Regions from separate parts of the Sus scrofa genome. Here all the other regions are linked to region 1. The links are chromatin contacts, called in public Hi-C and HiChIP or PLAC-seq maps. All regions are on one chromosome and are shown on one strand. Each heading gives the region's core, a stretch centred on a gene start, on an enhancer-like site or on the middle of the called end of the contact. The rest is flanking DNA. Distances are from core to core; before and after follow the strand shown. Region 1 overlaps MAF (transcription factor Maf). Region 2 overlaps WWOX (WW domain-containing oxidoreductase). Region 3 overlaps WWOX (WW domain-containing oxidoreductase).

Region 1 (3,285 bases), core at 703-3,202:
ATATAGGGCATTGCATGTAATGTATCAAAACCTATGTGGTTATGAGTGTTGAGTTAGTTTTGTAGCATTGCATTCCAGGAATCATTCTGGCACTTTCTCAGAGTGAGACATAGTCTTTTAAATCCAGATGCCCAACTGGCCTGACACCTTGGTTTCCAAGAGGAAAACCACAAGGTAAAGTGGTGAGATAAAGGGGGACACACACAGAAAAAGAAGCAGCAGCATGCACGGCACTTAACTTTTTCTTTTAACTCAAAGAAAAATAACAATAATAAATCCCCCTCGGATGCAGTGTTCATTGGAAGACATACATGACATACACTTTCAAAGCTTAGGAATAAGAGCTTTTCTGTCTGTCGTCCAGTTGGACTTCAAGAGCCGTCTTTGAACCGGTCACCTCCCCAAGTTGATTCTGGTCTCTTTCCTCCAAGGGTTGTCATTTAAAATGGATCTCGAGGCCGAGAGCGCACCTAAGAGTAGGGTATAAGGAGGGTGGCAGCGAGGACCCCAGGTGAGCCGAGGGTGTGGAGAGCAGGGTGCCTGCGTTTCCCACGCCTGGCCCATCCCTCCCCTGTCTTATGTCCCCTCTCTTCCTGCGTTCTCCTCCGGGGAGGTGGACGGGGGCCGTGGCCTGGCCTGACCTAGTGCACCCGGTTTAGCAGGCATTGTGTGGGTGGCAGGGAAGGCGGGAGAAGGCTCTGTCTGAAGGGAGGACACTCTGGGATTTGAAAATTCATTTCTCCACGTCCCCATGAGCAGAGTTAATCACCCAGGAGGCCGCCCCGAGGTTGCCGGAGCTGCAGGCCCACGTGGAAGGACAGGTCACAGCCCGTGGGGAGCGGATCACCGTCCCTTTTCCTTCTTGCTCCGTTTCTGGAAGCTTCAGCTGCGGACGCAAGATCAGGTTCTGCGCTCCACGGGCACTGGAGCGGTCTGAGCAGATGGCCTGCGCTCTTCCCACACTTCTCCTGGGTCTATTTCTCGCATCAGAGAGGGCACGTCTGATTCAGCTGAAGCGTTTAGGGCTGGTCATTCACCAGAAGACCAGATTCCTAATTACAGGGATTTCAAGCAGCAAGTTCTAATATGCGGAGTTTTTTTTCTTTTTTTTTGAGCCCATCCCTTGACCTTTCGTTTTTGATTCAGCTGTGTAGAAAACAGAGAATCTGTGAGAGAGCCGGAAACCACATTCGATGGGCCCCTCACATGAAAAAGTGATTTTTAGACACAGAAATAAAACATAGGTCCAAGGCCAGCACGTTACCCCCCTTTAAAAGTATCGGCTTCTCTTCTGTTGATAAAAAAGATGACCCTTTGAGGAATAGATAAATAATTTCTTGGCGCATGTTCTTGGTCCATGTCTCCAGTTTAACTTTTACACAAAGAGACCAGTGACGAGAAGATAAATATAGAGAGAAAAGAAAGAAACTAAGACACTAAGTTATCCCAAAGGGCATTCCTGTGTTAGTCATCTTATAAAAATTATATGTACCACAGAATATCTATTTTTAGAGGCCAGGAGGTTATGTGAAGCAGTTTAGATGTCGGCAGAGACCCAGAGGCCAGCTCCCAGTGATGATACTGGATATTTAGATATTTGCTTTCTTTATTTTAACTCTGCAAAGCTGGTACCGACCACATGGCTGTGTTGGCCACTTGGGGCAGCAAGACTGGACCATGTGCTTCTTCAGAGATATCCGAGGTTCTAAGTGATGCTTTTGTGTTATTTTTGCCCATCTTCTTGCCCTGGTTAAAACACACACACACACACACACACACACACACCACACACACACACACACACACACACACCCCCCACACACACACACACGCAGGAGGTCAGTATGCACCTTCTCTATTTTTTCTTTTGGCTGCCCCGAAGCCTGTGGAGTTCCTAGGCCAGGGATCAGATCCCAGCCCTAGCTGTGACCTAAGCTACAGCTGCGGCTACACCCGATCCTTAATCCACTGTGCCAGGCCAGGGATCTGACCGGTAGCTCGGCGCTCCCAAGATGCTCCCAACCCCATTGTGCCACAACGGGAACTCCCACATTCTCTGTTTTAACACCCAGCAGAGGCCTCTTTCAGGAGAGGAGAGGGTGGCCCCAACTCTTAGGCAGTTACAATTCAACTTTTATTAAAAGCCTAAAAGAGCCAGAGAAGAGACTCGTCCAAATGATCTGATGAGGAAACTCTATTTCCACTGTTTCTCGTGAGTTAAATCCTGCCTGAGCTTGTAGAGGCCAGATTATCTGTGGCTTCTCTTCAGAGCCGAATACACTCACTTTAACTACTGAGCAGCTGAAAATCTGTTGGATTTAGTGCTTCAGGCTGCAGGGAAAGGCACCAGAAATGCACCAGCTTCTGTCTGCCTGCATGTTTGCTTTTGTGTTACTTTCCTTCATTCGGTGCAGCTCTGATGCAAGCTGCCTCTCAAGGTGCAACTCTCATTTGCCCCAAAGACTCGTCTCCCTGTGGCTCAGGCTGGCGCTGCCACAGGCGACACGCTGGAGCATGGCGGTGACACAGCCGCACGTCCAAGGCCCCCTCCCTTCCCCTCAAACGGCCGTTGGCCTGTTTCTACTCCACACTCCATGCAGGTAATCGGAGCCGGCTAGCGCTGGAGAAGGTACCCGAGTAGCCCAGAAAGGCTCCCTCTGTGCTGCTCGGGGATGCTGGCCAGATTTAGCAACTGAAATCACAAGGCGCCCAGTTCCATGTGAATTTCAGATAAATGACAAGTACATTTTTAGGATAAGTGGGCTCAATGTGATATCGAGACTTATCCTAGTAATTGTTCACTGTTTATCTGAAATTCACATCAAACTGGGCGTCCTGCGTTTGACCTGGTGTACCCTGGGGAACCTTCCTTAGGGGCATCTGTATGGGCTCCAGGCTACCCAACCCCTCTCCCACCCCAGGGCACGCAGCCCTTAGAAAACAGAAGAGGACAGCACACACCCTAGATCCCTGGTGCTTTTCTTGTCTGTAAGGGGACCTCAAGGTTTCCTGGTTTAAGAAACGACTCCCACAACCCTTTTAGGGACAAGAGAAGCAGCACATGGGAGCTGTTTTCCCCCAACTCCACTGCTGTCCTTTAATTTAATTTTTGCAGCTGGAGAGACTTGCCTTACCCCAAATGCTCAGGCAAAGCAATACATGATTCTAACAGCTCTGTAGCCCTAGATTGAAAATGGTTCATGATGGTAACTATCTTTCATCTGGTGTGTTCAGAGTGTCTGCTTTAACTCTGTTGCTCCTCCAAACACTGGGTACAGCAGAAAT
Region 2 (3,599 bases), core at 474-2,973, 790 kb after region 1:
TCTGCAGAGCCCCTGTGTCCCAGCCAAGTTCAATACTCCTTGGGGCAGATGGACCTGGGGCTTCCTAGGCCACCATGCACCGCAGCTGCCCTGAAGGAGGGCTCTGAGGGCTACAGGGGCTCCGAGACCCTAGGAGGCTCAGCCTCAGAAGGACACAAGAGACCAAGGATGAGCCCCTCCAGTGACAGTGGGGAAACCGGGCTGAGAGAAGGGTCACGGGGCTAGGACTGAGCTCCGGGATGTTGACTAGCCTCTGCCCAGCTGCGCCCACAGCACCTCCCCTTAAGCTGGGCAACACTCGTGAGCTGATGCTCTAGGGAGGAAGAGACGGCCAGTGAAGGAGGAACGAACGCATCCATAGAGCGCTCTAAGTGCTCGGCAGGAAAGAACCAGCGTGGGCTGGGAGGGACGGGGGTGAACCAACGCCCCCACTTACTCATCTTGCTTAAGCCTCTCTGAGGTGCAACACCTCGTGTGTACACGGGGAGGCTAATGAGAGTACCTGTGTCACGGGGCTCTAACGAGATGCTGACGACATAGTCTCGCGTAGAATGGGAGCGCTTTGTCAATAGTGAAATGACAGTGATTATATTGCTTTTATTTAGATAGAGGGGTCAGGGTCGGCCTCTGAGGACGTGATCTTTGAACTGAGTCAGAAAGATGAGACAGCATCATCAAGAGGAGCAAGGTGTGCAAAGGCCTTGAGGCAGGTGCAGGCTGTGTGCGTTTGAGGAACGGAAAGAAGACTGGACTGGCTGGAGGGGACAGGGCAAGACTGGGCATGGTGTGAAATAAAATCTGCAAGGTGGGCAGGACTCCAGGCCTGCAGGACAAGCGAGCCGGGTACAGAGCGTAGATTTTTATCTTAAGTAGAGCGCCGAGCCACTGGGGTGTAAGGGCACAGCTGATACAATACTGCTGAGTAACAAGCAACCCTGAAACCTCAGGAGTTCACAAGACCACGTTTCTTTCTCTCCTATGCTGGGCTCTGGGCTGGTGGGGAGGGTTGCCCAGCATGAGCTGGGCTTGGCTGAACTTGGTCCCCAGTGGAAAGTCAGGTTCAGGTCTTCCTTACCTTTCTCATTCGGAGGCTCCAGCTGCAGAGGCACCGGACATGAGAAAAGTGCAAGGGGCAAAAACCCAGTCATGCAGCCCATTTCGAGACTCCGCTCGCAGCGTGGTAGCACAGATTCCACGGGCGAAACAAAGTCACATGACCTGCTCCTGGAGCAAGGAGGTTCGTCCCACCCATCACGACGCCCTGGCCAGGGTGGTGGTCAGATATGGGAATCTCCTGCTTTTTCAAAGTCTTATGCCACCTTCCAGAAGACCTGTATTAGTACCTGTGTCCTCTAGCTGAGAGAAATCCCAAGAGGATATGGAACACAAACGCGAAGCGCACACGCGACGCTCAGGGTCTGTCTGGCAGAGAGCCAGTGGAGGCAGCAGGTGCCGCACCGTCCAGGCTCCTTCCCCGGAACCACACTCAGCATCGCAGCGCCAAGCGCGGCAGCCTTGGACTGTGTCTGTGAGCTTGTCCTGTGCAGCCTTTAGCAAGAGGTGTCCTGAGGTACCTGCTTCCGCATTTTCGCCGTCGGAGTTTACGAGAGTTTCCTGGGAATCTCTATGTTCGGAGAGTGGGAGGCAGAGCCACAGAGCCCGAGGTACCCACGGCGCACAGCAAACACGGTGAGCGGGCCAGAGCCTGGCAGAGTTGTGACTGTCACCACTGTGAGCACCATCCCTTTCCCCACAACTCTCAGCACCAGCTGGACTCGGCCCCGTTTTTAACCAAAACAAGTCAGCGTTCCGCTGGACCCCACTTTGAAGAGTCGCCAAATGGCCCATGGGCTGTCCGATCAGAAGGAAGGGATGCCCTTGGACAAATCACAGGCTGGTCCGTGCCATCTCAGCACTGGCCTTCTGGAAACTTCCACCCTTCTCAGAAACAGCCCTCCTGGGTTCTGCTTGAGAGAAGAAACACGATCTGGGCCTGCCTGGGAGCCTCCTCAGCCTTGGCACTGGGCTCAGCCTCACGGTGGCTCAGGGAGGCAACAGGAACTGTTTGCATCCCCTGGCAGGGACCTGGAAGCTGCACATGCCTCGCTGGGTTCAAGTACAACGTCTTTCGTGAACGGCACGACCGGGCATCGCCTGGTATATTTTACCTGCGATCCAGCCCCTCTACCCAGCCTCTGCTCTGGCCTTGGAACTACATGAAAGGGTTAAAAAGAGAGCCAAAGAGAGAGAGAGAGGAGGAGAAATAGATGGGGAGGGTGTGGCAGTGAGGGGGTGGGTGTCCATGAAAATTTATGTGCTGAAAAACAGCTGTAAAACGTTTACTGTTTCAATGACGGTTTTATGTTTACAATAAAAAGTCCTCCAGCCAAGCAGGGCTTTGAAATGTTACATCTCCAAGCGGATCCAAGAAAAAGAGGCTCTGGGAGAAGATTCCCGCAAGCCCCTCTCTGGGGAGGGACCCCCAAACAGGACCATTAAAAAGAGGTCCCCCCAGATGGCACCTTTCAGCACCTGGCTCAGCTGTGCGTGAGCAGGGGGAGAAAGGCCAGGATACACAAGCAGGAAAAATAAGCTCGTTTTTTTCAAAGCCAAGTACCCGTGGCGAGAAGCCCTGGAAACTCAGGCTTTGGAAGGGGGTGGCGGAGGGACTGGGGGAGGGAGGATGGCCAGCTCAGCCAAAGCTGGCTAAAAAATCTGACTGCGATCCATCAATCACTAACAGGAACTGATCGAGTGCCATGAAGGCTGACTTCTTCCAGGAAAGAGCCTGGGGGAAAGGACTTTGGCTTTGACAAAGAGACGCAGGTTCAAGTCCAGACTCCACCCTGACCTGGCTCCATCTCCTAAGGTAAGTTCTTTGTCCTCTCAGGCCCTTAGTTTCTTCCTCAAGAAATTCCAAATGGCAAGCATTGTTGGCCCCCTTGGAACAAACGGTTATGTGCCAGGGGGGCAGGGGCAGGCAAGGCGCCAGGGAGGCTGGGGCTGGGGTGGATCGGATCAGGGCAGGCTGTGAGCATGAGGTGGAAGGCGGGGGCTGTTAAAGCTTTGGGAAAAATGTGAGTTTTGTTCTCTGCTCAATGGATGACTTTAGTCAAGGCACCACATAGGTTTTTGGGTCAAGAAGCCCATTTTACTTTTTATCTCTTTAGGAATTCCTGTTTTCCACTTTGCATTCAGCTATGGGAAATGCAGTGTACCCCAACCTGGTCCTTCTTGTCACCTCTGCACACAGGGCACCTGCAGCTACTCAAGCAAGTAAATAAAAACCCCAAAGCATGTGCAGCTTCTCAGACACACCCTGCCATTTTGAGCCTAGGAGCTTTATAAGTTCTGTTTCCTTCCTCCTCTAACAAACTCCTACTCAGCCCTCCAAACCCAGCTGAAGTAGCACCTTCTCAGCTGTGCCGAATACCCCTGCACAGTGTTCTGATAGGGCACACTGCTTTCTTGCACCCCAAGTCCCATCACACTGCCTTAAAAAATCTACTACTATCCTAATTTCTTCTCTAAACGATGCTTCTTGAGGGTGGCTGAGTCTCAGTCACCTCGTAACCCCTGTGTGTAGTGCTGGGCATGAT
Region 3 (3,259 bases), core at 241-2,740, 920 kb after region 1:
TTGCCATTGATTACAAAGGCTATTGTAATGGGTGCAAATGAAAGGTCTGATCAAAGAGACACACAGCATCAGGTCTAGAAGGATTCTCAGCACAGGAGCCTCTCTGTCCCTGGGCAGTGACGGGTGTCACCCTCCCAGCTCACCAATGTCTTCACCAACCTTTGGTGCAGGGATTTCTCTGAACCCTATGACGCAGGCATTTTTAGGGAGGCCTCACCATGTGGGCCACATGGATTATTAATTCAACGTCCGGCCCCTCCCACTTCTCCAGAAAGTGGAAGGCGAGGCTGAAATGTCCAAGCTTCTTATCATGACTTGGACTTCCGGGTGACCAGGAGCTCACCAGCAGGTGCCTCACTAGGACCAAAGATGCTTCTATCGCCCAGAACATTCCAGGGGTTAGGCGCTTCCTGTCAGACATGCCTGTCACTAAGGAGCTTACAAAAGTCTCAGAAGCTGTGTGTCAGGAACTAGGACCAGGAGACTAAATATTAACAGGAACCAGGGGGGAAGGCAATATAAGTAATTCTTTTTCACGATATTATTTGACTACGAAAAAATTAAGGGAAGAAACCTGGTCTCACCTGTCCACTCAACACATCAGGGAAGTGGGGCTCAGAGAGTCCTATTCTGGCTCAGGCTGCCCAGAGCAACTACTCATAGGTGGGCCTGGACCAAACCTCCGACCTTGACAGGTGCAGCCAGGACAGGAACACAGAAGACGACAGAAATGCCAGACGGTGAACCACAGCACAGAACCCGTGGAATGTGCCCAAGGTGCATGGGCACCGGAAATCTGCCCATCTGAAGGGTCCAGGGGGAGGGCAGGGGAGCCAGGCCTCAGGGAGGGAGCCAGGGCTGGGCTACACAGGAAGAAAGACTGCCGTGTCAGGTGACTCTACAGCCACTTATGTCAAGGAGTCCTGGGGAGCCCACCGTGCTTGGCCAAGAGGAGGAAAGAATGGGGGAAGCTCCCATCGTGGCTCAGTGTGTTTTTAACTCCACTAGTGTCTGTGAGGATGTGGGTTGATCCCTGGCCTCGCTCAGTGGGTTGGCTGCCGTGAGCTTTGGGGTAGGTCACAGACACGGCTCGGATCCGGCATTGCTGTGGCTGTGGCCGTCAGATGCAGCTCTGATTTGACCCCTAGCCTGGGCACTTGCATATGCTACAGGTGCAGCTCTTAAAAAAAAAAAAAAAAAGAACAGGGAAAACAGGGGTGTCCTGGGAGGCCAGGGCCGGTCTGACCTCATACCAGGCCCCCTTTGCCAGCAAAAGACCTGTGCGGGGGTTGCCACGGGTGTTTCCAAGTTTGGAGAGTCAGGCAGGGGCTGATGAGTAAGCCCTATAACTAAGAGGCTGGTCTCCAAAGAGACAGAAGGTTCTCGCCTGGCAGCAATGGCCTCCATTCAGCTCGGGATCCTACCTCGGGGGTGGGGCTGCTGCCAAGGCCTGGTCTCCTCTTGGCCCTAAATAGATCACCATTTGGCCTGAGCTTGCAGAGAACTTTTTATGGGCCACGCCACTTAAGCTGTTCCTGTGGTCAGAAATAGCCCGGGGCTGGTCAGAACCACGACCTTATAAATTTGATGCTATATTTAGTTCTCACGGACACGGCTGAGGAATTTCTTTTTAGGTTCAGGGTTTGAGTGATGGATCCCTACACTGCCTATGAACCAGCCCCAGCAGAATCGTGAAGCGGGCCAGCGGTCATCTCAGCCTTTCTCCACCTGCAGCCCCTGCCCGGGCACCTGGCTTGCTGGGGAAACCAACTCCGCGCTTTGGCGGGAGGAAAACTCTCAAAGGCCAGCGAGTTCTCTCTGATGAGTTCTCCTGCAGTATCGCTGACTCGCACTGGGGGTACCTCGATAAAGGGCGCCCCAGCCATGTCATCGCATCGCCCTTCAGCGCAGGGAGCCCCTCCAGCCTGGCAGAGGGTCCCCTCCCGCCCCATCAAGATCGGTGCCCTCAGAGGGGACCGCTTTTCTGATTCCTCTCCCGTGAAGCGTCTCAGCTGCTTGCTTTTGACCTTCGCGTTAGTGGATTCAGACTCTGCCCCTTTTCAAGTGTCTAGCTTCTTGTTCACTCAGCTCTCAGCCTGGCTCCCAGACTCTACGAGGTCTAGCAAACCAGCCCCTCCGCTCACCTGTCTGGGGCTTATCCTCATGTTTAATGCTTGTGCCGCCAACTCGGCGAGTGGGGATCACCAATTCCGTTGAATTGAGGCGCAAGTGCTCAACGTGAGCAGCTGGAAAATCCAGAGGCTGGACATCAGGATCCTGGGACCGTGGCTTCAAGGGTTTGGACGCCAGTCCTTCCTCTTTCTCTGGGCCCACGTGCTTCTGCCGCTTGACTCCAGGGTTGGGACTTAGCCACAACCCCCCCCCGCCGCCCCCGCCAGCGCCTGACACGCTGTGTGTAGCCAGAAATACCAGCTACGGTGATGCTCCGATGAAGGTGAGGCTGGTGAGGGTGCCAGGCCTCGTGTTACCGGTGGGGAAGCAGAAAGGACCGAGACAGACACAGGCCAGGGCCTCGGGGACCGGGCAGCCTGGTACAAAGTCCCTGCATTGACACCTAAGTAACTCTAACGGGAACCTGTGCTTCTGAAGGGAAGGGATGACCTGCTTCAGGCCACCGGGCACCGGGCCGCTCGGATGACATTCCCGCAAGGGTGTTCTTCTCTTCAGCTGCCGGGGGCTGGGTACCTGCGCAATGTCGCAGCACAGCAGTTACTGAAGGGGCCTCCGATACGCCCCCCGAAAGGAATGCAACACTAACCAGCTTTGCTCTAATAAAGCTCCTCACCTGAGAGGCTCAATTACATCTGCAGTGGACTCTCTGCAGAAAGAGCATTTAAAAGGCAGATTCGCCCTTGACTCCTGACTCTGCATGTCAAAAGCACTTAACTCAGAAACCTGGGGATTACCACCACCGTGGGAGCAGGACCACCCCTGCCTGAGGCTCCGACACCACAGGCACCTGCACTGTCATTCTGTTATCACTGAGTCACCTGCAGCTTGGGAAGATGAGCATGGGACCCTGGTATTTCCAGGTGTCCTCTCAAGGACTGGCTGCCAAGTACACCTTTCCATAAAGCCTACAATCCCTATTCTCTTTTATGACCTGGGATTCTGCTTTAGAAAAAGCAAACACGACCAAACCACAAACTCCTTCTTGGATTCACTGTGATTCTAAATTCCTTCGAAGATGCTAGAGGGGCGTGTCATCTTCCACTAAGGAGGCCAGTGGGTGAAGCAG

What was found. A called contact is a pair of places that touch in the nucleus more often than the background predicts. HiChIP or PLAC-seq counts read pairs in DNA pulled down with a chosen protein or histone mark.
Region 2: an H3K27ac HiChIP or PLAC-seq map of skeletal muscle shows a contact between it and region 1, with 4 times the contacts expected there. The contact joins two enhancer-like sites. A contact is called at or near these places in 1 of 47 Hi-C or Micro-C datasets (skeletal muscle) and 1 of 2 datasets of contacts at active chromatin or transcription factors (skeletal muscle).
Region 3: a contact with region 1 is called in a Hi-C map of skeletal muscle, with 16 times the contacts expected there. The contact joins two enhancer-like sites. A contact is called at or near these places in 1 of 47 Hi-C or Micro-C datasets (skeletal muscle) and 1 of 2 datasets of contacts at active chromatin or transcription factors (skeletal muscle).

Annotation. Positions count from the first base shown.
Region 1 is chr6:8,534,164-8,537,448 of Sscrofa11.1, forward strand. The region is part of intron 2 of MAF (transcription factor Maf); the gene reads left to right. Among named protein-coding and RNA genes, the nearest start is that of MAF, 67 kb to the left of the region's middle. Within about 2 kb of position 1,953, at least 2 of the 83 cell types and tissues checked have an H3K27ac peak or open chromatin away from gene starts, as enhancers often do. A contact at or near this core is called in skeletal muscle, where this site is marked.
Region 2 is chr6:9,323,623-9,327,221 of Sscrofa11.1, forward strand. The region is part of intron 8 of WWOX (WW domain-containing oxidoreductase); the gene reads right to left. Among named protein-coding and RNA genes, the nearest start is that of WWOX, 550 kb to the right of the region's middle. Within about 2 kb of position 1,724, at least 11 of the 83 cell types and tissues checked have an H3K27ac peak or open chromatin away from gene starts, as enhancers often do. A contact at or near this core is called in skeletal muscle, where this site is marked.
Region 3 is chr6:9,454,116-9,457,374 of Sscrofa11.1, forward strand. All of the region lies in intron 8 of WWOX (WW domain-containing oxidoreductase), which reads right to left. Among named protein-coding and RNA genes, the nearest start is that of WWOX, 420 kb to the right of the region's middle. Within about 2 kb of position 1,491, at least 3 of the 83 cell types and tissues checked have an H3K27ac peak or open chromatin away from gene starts, as enhancers often do. A contact at or near this core is called in skeletal muscle, where this site is marked.